Linked DNA regions of Danio rerio: region 1 is linked to region 2. A link is a contact called in public Hi-C data. All regions are on one chromosome and are shown on one strand. The core of a region is the stretch at or near the end of the contact, and the rest is flanking DNA. Distances in the headings are between cores, read along the strand shown.

Evidence for each region. Hi-C and Micro-C count contacts between places; a contact is called where the count stands out from the background.
Region 1: a contact with region 2 is called in a Hi-C map of fibroblasts, with 4 times the contacts expected there. The contact joins the enhancer-like site here to the promoter of nkpd1 in region 2. A contact is called at or near these places in 4 of 18 Hi-C or Micro-C datasets (embryo, fibroblasts and hematopoietic stem cells) and 1 of 4 datasets of contacts at active chromatin or transcription factors (caudal fin).

What each region holds. Positions count from the first base shown.
Region 1 is chr11:35,882,201-35,887,079 of GRCz12tu, forward strand. All of the region lies in intron 2 of thsd7bb (thrombospondin, type I, domain containing 7Bb), which reads left to right. Among named protein-coding and RNA genes, the nearest start is that of lims1, 23 kb to the right of the region's middle. Within about 2 kb of position 1,556, at least 18 of the 62 cell types and tissues checked have an H3K27ac peak or open chromatin away from gene starts, as enhancers often do.
Region 2 is chr11:35,569,718-35,574,957 of GRCz12tu, forward strand. It overlaps nkpd1 (NTPase, KAP family P-loop domain containing 1), which reads left to right and starts at 1,659. Exons shown (of 5, transcript XM_009306163.5): 1 at 1,659-1,984; 2 at 2,356-2,429; 3 at 2,962-3,096; 4 at 4,602-5,240. The coding sequence starts at 2,414.

The DNA of each region.
Region 1 (4,879 bases), core at 306-2,805, 310 kb after region 2:
GTGCCACATCGCCCAATGATGATGGATCGATCTCCTGACCAATCAGCTGTCATGAAGACGGACCATCAGAAATGACCGGCACAGAAAGAGCGATAGAGAGAGAACGGGAGGCAAAATACAACCTATATACGGCCACAACCGTAACGCAAACTAACTCTCATTAGATTATAAGTAGACTGTTAGGTTTGGGTTAGTGTAAGTTGACATGTACTTGCAAAGTTTCTTATAGTCAGTTAAATGTCTGTTGAAGGAGCAGTATTAACAGATAGTAAGCAGACAGTCTACTAATACTCAAATAAACCATCAGAATAAAGTGTTACCAAAAAAAAAAAAAAACTGTTAGTCATCATTCTAGTTTATGTGCATAAGTATATTTGTAGCTTGATAATATTCCAATAGAGCCAATGAAGACATCTTGGTCTGTTTTGAAGATGTTTTGCAGTCTATTTCAACTAAAATTTCATAATGTATGCTCCTATTCGGAGGTTTGAACAAGAAGAGGGTGATTAATTAATAACAGAATTTACAATTTTGGCTTAAATGACACCTATTTTACCCCTCTTTTCAAGATTTAAGATGTCAAAATGTGTCAATGTGTCTGTAAAAGTTAAAACACCCATCAGATTATTTATTATACCTTTCAGATGTTATTTTCAGCTCTGAGAATCTTGTAGCTGTTTTTGTCGCCTGTGCCTTTAATGCTGGTTCTCCCCGGTCACCGTTCCCATATCTGTCAGAGTGGGTCGTCTTGTGCTGCGACAGATAAACAGCAGAGAGACAGACATGAAGGAAGCAGATTAAACGTAATGTGTGTGAGAACAGTAAGAACATTCCCAATGATTATTTGATGTATTTGATGTGTCGCGGACGCAACCCTCACTGTTTTGTTGCCGTAGGCGGCTGCCTAGGTTGCTCCTATGGACACTTCGGCCCTGCATGCAGCTGTGGTGATGGTAAAATTGCTGTAATTGATTATAAACATGTTTGAATAATTTTTTAAACTTCTAAAATTGAATCTTGATTACATTTGATGATAGAGTTGCTTTGCGTGTCCTGTCTTGTTGATTTGATTATTCGTGTTACTATGAAGAAATGTTAATACGCTGCTGTCAATCCATTCGGTGGGCTGGGAAATTGCATTCCTACATCAAGTTGCGGTAGGCCTCAAAACAGAAGGGATTTGAATCCTATTGTAATGTTAGGAAATAAAAAAAAGACTTGTCTTTATATCACTCCAATATGACTGTGGACAGACTATACCTACACACAGTTCTGTCCAAACAGCTTAAAGATGATTTTCATCATGAATGGCCTTAAAGTAACCCACTAATAGGAGGGGACATATAATGACCCACAAAAAGCTTGCATAAAAGACACACGTTGACAACAATCAGTTATTAATATTTAACTGGTTCTTCCTTGTATTTGATAAGCAGTCATCCCGTGGGCATATAAAAGTACAATTAGCAATTAAAAACCTACCGGTTGAATATGCGTAGGATCGAGTCTAGGGAGGTCACAGCCCTGACATGACGTCACGCTTTGTTAAAGGATTTCTCTGAGGACTGTAGTCAAATCCACCCTCTTCAGCTGCTCTTTGAGAACTTTCTGAATGCGTCTTATTGTTCTCTGTCATTTCCTTCGCTAGTTTCATTTTGAAAAGACTCCACACAGAGGAAGAGCAGCTCGCGAGGAAATGACGAATTGCCGCGGCCCCCGAGAGCACAGAAATTAGCGGCGCTGAATGTAAATTACCGCCATTGTAAATGATGACAGAGGCGAGGCGACACCCAGATAATATTTTTCTACTGTTCTCACTTCAGCTATTGAGACGGAATAATGGAATCAGAGGTATTGTTTCGCTGGTGCTTAGAAGCACAGCTTTGGTCTGTTCATCAGCTCATTGATATTGAGAACTTGTTTATTTAATCCACCTCAGAGGAGTGTGTACTTCTCTTTTCTTTTTCAACTCTTTTGAATGAAACAATTAGGCATATCCACGTTGCTGCTCAAATTTATTCTGAGGAAAACTAGTGAATTGAAAACGTTTTAGTTGGATGCATGGTCTCTCCTGCAATGAAAAGCAGTTTTCATTGACGTTCAGCTGTGAAATTCTGTCCTATGCAACAGCGCCACCTGGTGACATATTTTATATTTTACATATTGAAGCGTCGTTTTGTTTTCCCTTTCGTAAAATGTCTTTCAAAAAAAAAAAACATTATGATAATGTATCAGACAGATTTCCTATGACATTTTGGTTTGCATTCTGACTTTTTCCAGGTATTATAGTTTGCACTGGGCGGATTTAGTGATTTGGGGGCCCTAAGCAATTCCAATTCCATGGGGCTCGTAAGTTCTAAGATGCACCATTTGTACTTACATTTTTATTGATTAATTTAGCTGTTTTTATTCTTGTATCACTCCTTTTCAACATTTTATCTAAATCCAAATTAATAACAACAACATGTAAAGCATCTTGTAAAACCTTTTATATGATTTGTTTTCTTAAAATGGATTCCCAACTAAAAATTACAGACTATTTTGTTTTTATAAATAAATCTACCTAATTTGACTGCTGGTCTACTTCGTGATTGAGGGTGGGGGACACATTTGCGATGTAATAAACATTAAACTTGTTTTTTTTAGACCCTCATAATACAAAACATGATAGAAAATGATGTTATATTTAATTTATACTTATAGGTATATTTATTTGGGGGCTCTCAGATTTCCTGGGGCCATAAAGCGGCCACTTATCATGCTTATTGTTTAAATCCGCCCCTGACTGTACATATCTAAGCCTTTTATGATTAATTAGAAGGGATACAGCTGTTGATAGGGGAAAGTGGGGACGGTTGCAACAAGAGGCAGTTGCAACAATACTTATTCCTCTATTCAGGAATGTGCTAGTGATGATATTCATACTACATATTCTCAGTTAGACCCTCCTTCAATCTGAGAGAAATCAGCCATAACCATTCCTTCAGTTTAAAGTATTGCTCATACTGTCTAATTGTTTTTTGTGAAAAATTACTCATTCATATAATTTAAATCACTGTTTTCTTAGCTTTAAGTATGTATAGGTATCAAGTATTAAATCTATTGTATCTCTCTAGCATAGGCAGTTTAATCAGGGTTGGTAGAGTTGAAACAGTAGCAACATGCTGTCTCATTCATTTAAAAGCTTGCCATATTGACAAAGTACAATTTTAATTTTATCACAGTTTCAATGTAATCTAATTTGAAAAATTTAATTATTTGATTAATTCACAAGTCCAAAGTAGTTTAATAAAGGTTTATATTTTCAGTTTTTTAGAGCTCATAATTGGTTTTTGCTTGTTTTTTTTTTAATAGTCTGTATTTATATGGCCAATTTAACACATTTAACAATTTAACCAAATTACATTTTAGTCTTTACTTTTTTTTTTTTAATCCAACCTGATGTTTCAGAAGTTACAGATTTAAATAAAAATTTTATGTTTATTATTACATTTTAATGAATGTTACAGGCATCTCCCTACTTGAGGTCAGTTGCAAAGTTTTACTTTGTCTGTTCAAGTTTAAATTCTGCATATATTTACATATGCACACGTTTCATAGTGATGTGGGTGGTTGTCCAATAGATGTGAAAATATTACATTTAAATTTTGGATTTCCACAAAAAACTGTCTCTGAGAAACTGAAGGAAATGCAAAAATTGTTGCAACTGTCCCCATTCTACCCTACTCGACAATAAATATTTTTACATTATTGCTGGTTGGGTTTAGCCAGGGTTGGAATTGATTGTGATAAAATACACTTTATAGGTGATTTAATAAATAATATTAATGTATCTCATTAACCTTCGGCTGCAGTTGTTTCCTTTTATCAATAACTGCTTTTTACCTAATTTGAATGTCAAAAAACTTAGTAGCAATTTAAAATAAATATATTTATATAAGATTCTTAGCGGAGAACAAAGTAAAAAAAAAATGACCACTTTGGTTGGAAAAAAATTTAAATTGTTATAATAAACTTTAAAAAAATGAATAAATTTAACACGAAAATAAGGGCTCTATTTTAACGATCTAGGTGCAAAGTCTAAAGTGCATGGTGCAAAAGCATCAAGGCATGTCCAAATCCACTTTTGCTATTTTAAGGATGAAAAATACGCACTGTGCCCTGGCGCATGGTCTAACAAGGTAGTGCTTATTCTTTTAAAGAGTTTTGGATGTGTTTTGAGCATAACGTGCATTAAAACAATCGGAGTCTCATCTCCTATTCCCTTTAAGAGACAGTTGTGTCGCATCATGGCGCATTTGCTATTTACATGATGGACTTTGTAAGTGGAAAAACTGAACGCTTCACTAGTGAGAACAGTTAAACAGACTATCTGCAGCGTAAGGATACTTTACTTTTACTCTTTACTTTCGTGGAGTTAACGGTGGAAACTTATTCCACTGAGGACATTCATTAGCCTACATATTTAATTTCATTTAAGTGCAAAGATTTGTTTCAAAACCATTTACAAATTCAGTTCTAATTCTGGGAAACAAATAAATGAACAATAATAACAAAGTGTGGTCAAACAACTGAGCTCTATCCAAACACACATGCTATTCTTATGCCCCATATGGTGTTGCATACATCTCTAAACCCGACAGGTGGACAAATATAATAAAACATATAGAAATATGCATATAATGAATAATACAACATTATACAACATTAACATTATACAAATGCAGATGGTCATGAATGAACTGGAAAAAAGGCATAGAGGCATGATGAAGACATGGAGGTAGTGGTATTTATATTTATGTAGAAAATAATATTTTTAGTAACATTTTAATCCGTTAATTTACGTTAATTTTTGTAAAATACTTGTGTCTTGCTGTAC
Region 2 (5,240 bases), core at 409-2,908:
TAAAAAAATCCTACACATACCTTCGGAACGGTATTGCAGAAATTGTTGATGGTTTTAAAAACTTGACTTTTCTAAACCGTGGTATATCTTGAAAACGGTTATCATCACATGCCTGTCGCCAACTACTCTGGTGTATGTTTTATGCAGCGGATGCACTTCAAACTGCAACCCAGTACTGGAAAACACCCATACACTCGCATATACTACAGACAATTTGCTTAATTTAATTTGCCAAAAGCGCATGTTTTTGGATTGTGGGGGAAACTGGAGCCATGGGAAACTTTTAACTTTCTTGCTGTGAGGCGACAGTGACAACCTGTTCCACTGTGCCGCCATCACAAAATCAGGGTTTTATCTGTAGCAGGGGTGTCCAAACTCGATCTTGAAGGGCCGATGTCCTGCATAGTTTAGCTCAAACTTCCTTCAACATATCTCATTGTAAGTTTCTAGTATACCTAGAAAAAGGAAGTGTTTTTAATTGGGTTGGAACTAAAATATGATTTAAATAAAGTTATAATTATATTTATTTAGCTTATTATTTTTCAAACCCACAATTTCAGATAATGCTATCAGAATAAAACTGGTCCCTCATTTATCCCAGAACAAATCTTATTATTATATAGTTTAGCATTTTATTACTTAAACGACTCATACAATTTTCGTAGGTGGTTTTCTGAGATTTTTTGCAAAAAAAAAAAAAAAAAAAAAAACATCTGCCAATCTATTCTAATAAATGTTTAAAACAGCAAATTTTGATTAATATATACTTACGGTCTGATCTCACAAGGAAACATAAGTATTTTTACATTTTGCAAATTTAGTGGCTAAATCGTCATTCGTAGGAAAATGTAATTTTAAAAAGGTGTGCTACTACAACAACCTCTATCACTACTACTACTGATACTACTTCAATAACTACTGCTAGTACAACATCTACATCAACAACTTCTAATAATTTTGATACTACTACACCAACAATGTCTACTGCTACTGCCGATATATTAAAACTACTATTTCAACTATTTCAACAACCAAAACTACTACTACAATTAGAAGCAGACATTGTAGTAGTAGTAATATTAGTAGTGGTAGTCATTGTTGTAGTATCAGTAGTAGCACTCTGACCTGTCCATCTAATTAACTTTACATGCACACACACACACACATACATGCAAACACACGCACCTGCTAGTACCTGGTTGTTGTTTGTGTTTTTTCTCATCTGTTTTTGTTGTTGTGTGTTCCTTTTGCATATTCTAAAAAGAAAAAAAAAAAAAAGAAGAAGAAGAAGAAGGTGTGGCACTCAACCCCACCTAAGCTAATCGTACTACTGTAAATTGTACTAATGAGATACAAATTCATACAAATTAGCCACTTAATCAAAAAGTTACAAGTTGTCATGAGATTGTATTGATATTTAGCATACATGCAACAGTTCCATCATTTGCTTCCAAAATCTTAATTTTTGAGTCCTGCAATACAAAAATACATTCATCAATAACATTGTACCAGTTCAAATTAAGTAGAATTATTAATGTGGATGCTCCTTTTACGTTATATTTACAAGCTGTTCAAAGTTCAACAGAAATTAAACAACAGTGGCATTTTATCTTTAAATATTTAATCAAGTTAATGAGTCAGGTGTCATGACTCAATCACTAATAAATGCAGCAATCAGCATCTAAATATCAGCTATTTTATTAATAAGTTATAAAGTATATTGGAGTTGCCATTGCATACAGAATCCACTTTAAGATCTTTCTCAAAGTTCACTCATAACTGGCCTAAAGTTCAGTCCACCTCAGTTAATGTTTACACACTCTTCCACTTTCTTTCTGCTCAGCCGCATCTGCTAAACCAAAGGCATTTTTCTTCTTTGTCTACATGAAATATATCTGGAAACGAAGAATGGATATTAGTTCACGAGCAATTTTGCTGTAAACAGTGCCTAGAGGATTGCTAGCTAATTCTACTCTGAAAAAAGGTGAGGCATTCTTTTCCTCATTATCATATTTTTCATTGTAGTAAGGATTCAAGGAGATTTGCATGGTGGCTTCATTTCACAACTGCAACACAAACTGTTAAAGAAGTATATTTTATGTACATTCCAATTTAATACATTGCAGTCAGCATGCAGATTGGTATGCATTTGCCATATTCTCTGGTATGCTTTTCATTCCTGGCTAAATTGACATTGCATGACTTGCTGAATTTGATGAAATAAACGCAATGCTTTACAGTATTTGTTTTATTTATTAGAGCTAATAAAGAGAACATTGAATTATTGTTCAAGTATATCAACAGGTTTTGGGAAAATGGCAATGTAACTGCTTACTATTGTGGTTTCATTTTCAGGAAGGCTGGCGATGTAACTCAGTTTTGTGATTTATAAAGACTGATAAATACAGAACCGATGGCAATCGAAAAGGGTATGGTACATACATACTACAAAAAATAATTGTAAGCTCAAAATCCAAGTAAATTTGGGGATGTTTCAATTAAAGAACTGTAAAGACAAAGCAATGAATGAGGATAAAATTAAGAATCAATAGTTACAACATATGCCTGAAATACTAACTAAATGTTTCACATTTACTGTATTATCTGAGAATCCTTCACCTATTATTTACATTTAATACATTATTCTTCCCCTCAGTGAAACTAGGACTTTGCCCTTTCAGATAAACCTATGAAAAATGGTCTACTGCACATTTATTGCTCTGCATTTCAAATGTTGGTCTTATCTACATTTGTTACCCATTTCACCCACGTGTCAACATCATTGTGTTACTCATGATTGAAAACAAATAGACTTCACCCTCAAAACAAATACTGTACGGGCAAGGTTAGAAGTAGGTGTAGTGGTAAAGGTATAAATCATTGTACTTTAGCAACAATAACACAAATGTGCATGAAACATACAGTACCTGGCAACTTTATTTACTTTTTTTTTTATCATAGTGACGGATATTCCCTCTGATAATGTATATGCTTATGCATTATCAAAAACCCTCACCAAAGTCTCTTCTCCGGTGACGGTGGGTTTGTATTCAGAATGTCACAACAGGATCAACATGGTGCTCAAGAACATTGAGGGTAAGAGTACACTGTTTGAAAAACATACACATATATTATGTGTTCATATTATGCAAAGTGTAATAAGTCTCAGGTGTCACAGATCATCCAGGCCCAATCTCACAAGAAAACATAACTAATCTATGTACGAATAATTGTATAAATATGTATAAATTCATATTACTTGATATTTGGGAAAACGTCTGGGTGGTGTGGGTTTCCTCCAGGTGCTCTGGTTTCTTCCCACAGTCCAAAGACAAGCAGTACAGGTCAATTGAATAAACTGCATTATCTGTAGTGTATGTGAATAAGTTTGTATGGGGTTTCCCAATACTGGGTTGCAGCTGGAAGGGCATCCGGTGCTTAAATCATGTCACACTGTAAGATCTTAGCTGTCATAAAGTCAGACTGAACGCCAAGATGCGCCAAACACAACAGAAAACACCCTCAGGGTTTGACCACCTGGGACATTTTCACGAAACCATGTTCTGAAATGGTTCCTCAGAGAAAACATAAACAATCTGTAGCGGCAACTTTGCACACGGCGTGTCTCAATAATTGAGCCAGGAAGAAAAAAATGGTTTTGACATTTCCCTGCGATCGTTTTAATTATTGCATGGCTTGCGTCATCAAATTTAGAGCTATTGGTTCTTAGGTTGACACTCATCGCAGCTGTTATCACACTACAGGAAAGTGTCTGAAGTCTTCTGACATTACCATAACTTCATCGGAGGAAAGATCTGATCGCAACAAGCAGTAGTTTGTAAACATGTCAAACCAACGGTCAAAGATTATTGATTTAGCCTAGGATTTCAGGAATATTTTAGGATTTCCTAAATTTGTCTCAGATGATAAAATTTGTGGCTAATATCTTACAGTATGAGCTGGGATACGTCAAAGGAGAAAGAAAGAAAGAAAGAAAGAAAGAAAGAAAGAAAGAAAGAAAGAAAGAAAGAAAGAAAGAAAGAAAGAAAGATTTCAAAACAAAATAAAAATTTTCAAAAGCTTTGTACTCAAACCCCACCTCTCATTAGGGAATGAGCATATTGTACTAAAATATACCACTGAGATCATACAAAGTAATACTAATTAGCCACTAAATTGAAAAGTTATGAATTGCCATGAGATTGTGTTTATTTGTTGTTCTATGCTAAAATTCACCCTTTTAGTTTAAGCAAAAACATGTTGTTTATGCGTTTGTCACTTTAAATGTAAATTATCTGCTGCTCTTTGCCATCTTTTCCTTTAACCATTTTAATCTTTTGCTCCAACAACAAATAAATTGTCTGCAAGTATTGTAAAGTCTTGTCAATTTAACAATCTTATCTAGGGTTTAACACTAGCATTACTTTTGGGACATTTGAGGGAGTCTGAGTGTTCAAAAAAACTTAAAGACACAGAGAATCGAAAAGTTTTTGACTCATAATCTGATCCATTTGAAATAATTGACCCTGCAAACTATCACAGATGTCCTCATAAAACCCTTGAGATTTTAATGTTTTCCTATTTTTTTCTCCCATTTTCAGTTCATATGAATCAAGAGGGCAAAAGAAGGGAAGAGAAATACACCAAAGAACCAAAGCCTCGCTCAGTTAAACCCTCCATCTCTAACCTCATCTCTGTGATCTTCCGGCTCCTCTTCTGTCGGCCTGTGTGGACGGAACAGAACCAGAACATGAAGAACGTTCGCTATATTTTTGTCAGGTTCAGTGCATGGCATTTTGCAGGAAGTGACCTGCTTTGGGCTGGACTGGTAATGCAGTTGAGCAAAGCTCTTCAGCACAGCTTTGGAAAGCTCCAGTTGGCTCTTTTCCGGATAGCCCAATATGATGAAGAGGAAGATGCAAAGAAGAAGATGATCGAGGATATTCCAAAGAACTGGAGATCCAAAAAGTTGGGATGCATTCCCATTTGGGCACTAATACTAATGATAATCATTGCATCGCTCCTTATTTTGGTTCCCCTCATCATATTTGGATTTTCATATCTGAAGGGCGACCAACAAAATGAGGAATCAAGCAGTTATGGTGTGATTGAAGGTTTTGCCATCACTGCACTTGGTGTTCCTGCTGTAGGAGCTCTACGATTTATAATATTACTGTTGAAGAACCTAATTCTCAACCAGGATCTGAAAATTAGACAAGGACTGGACAACAAGAAGGTAA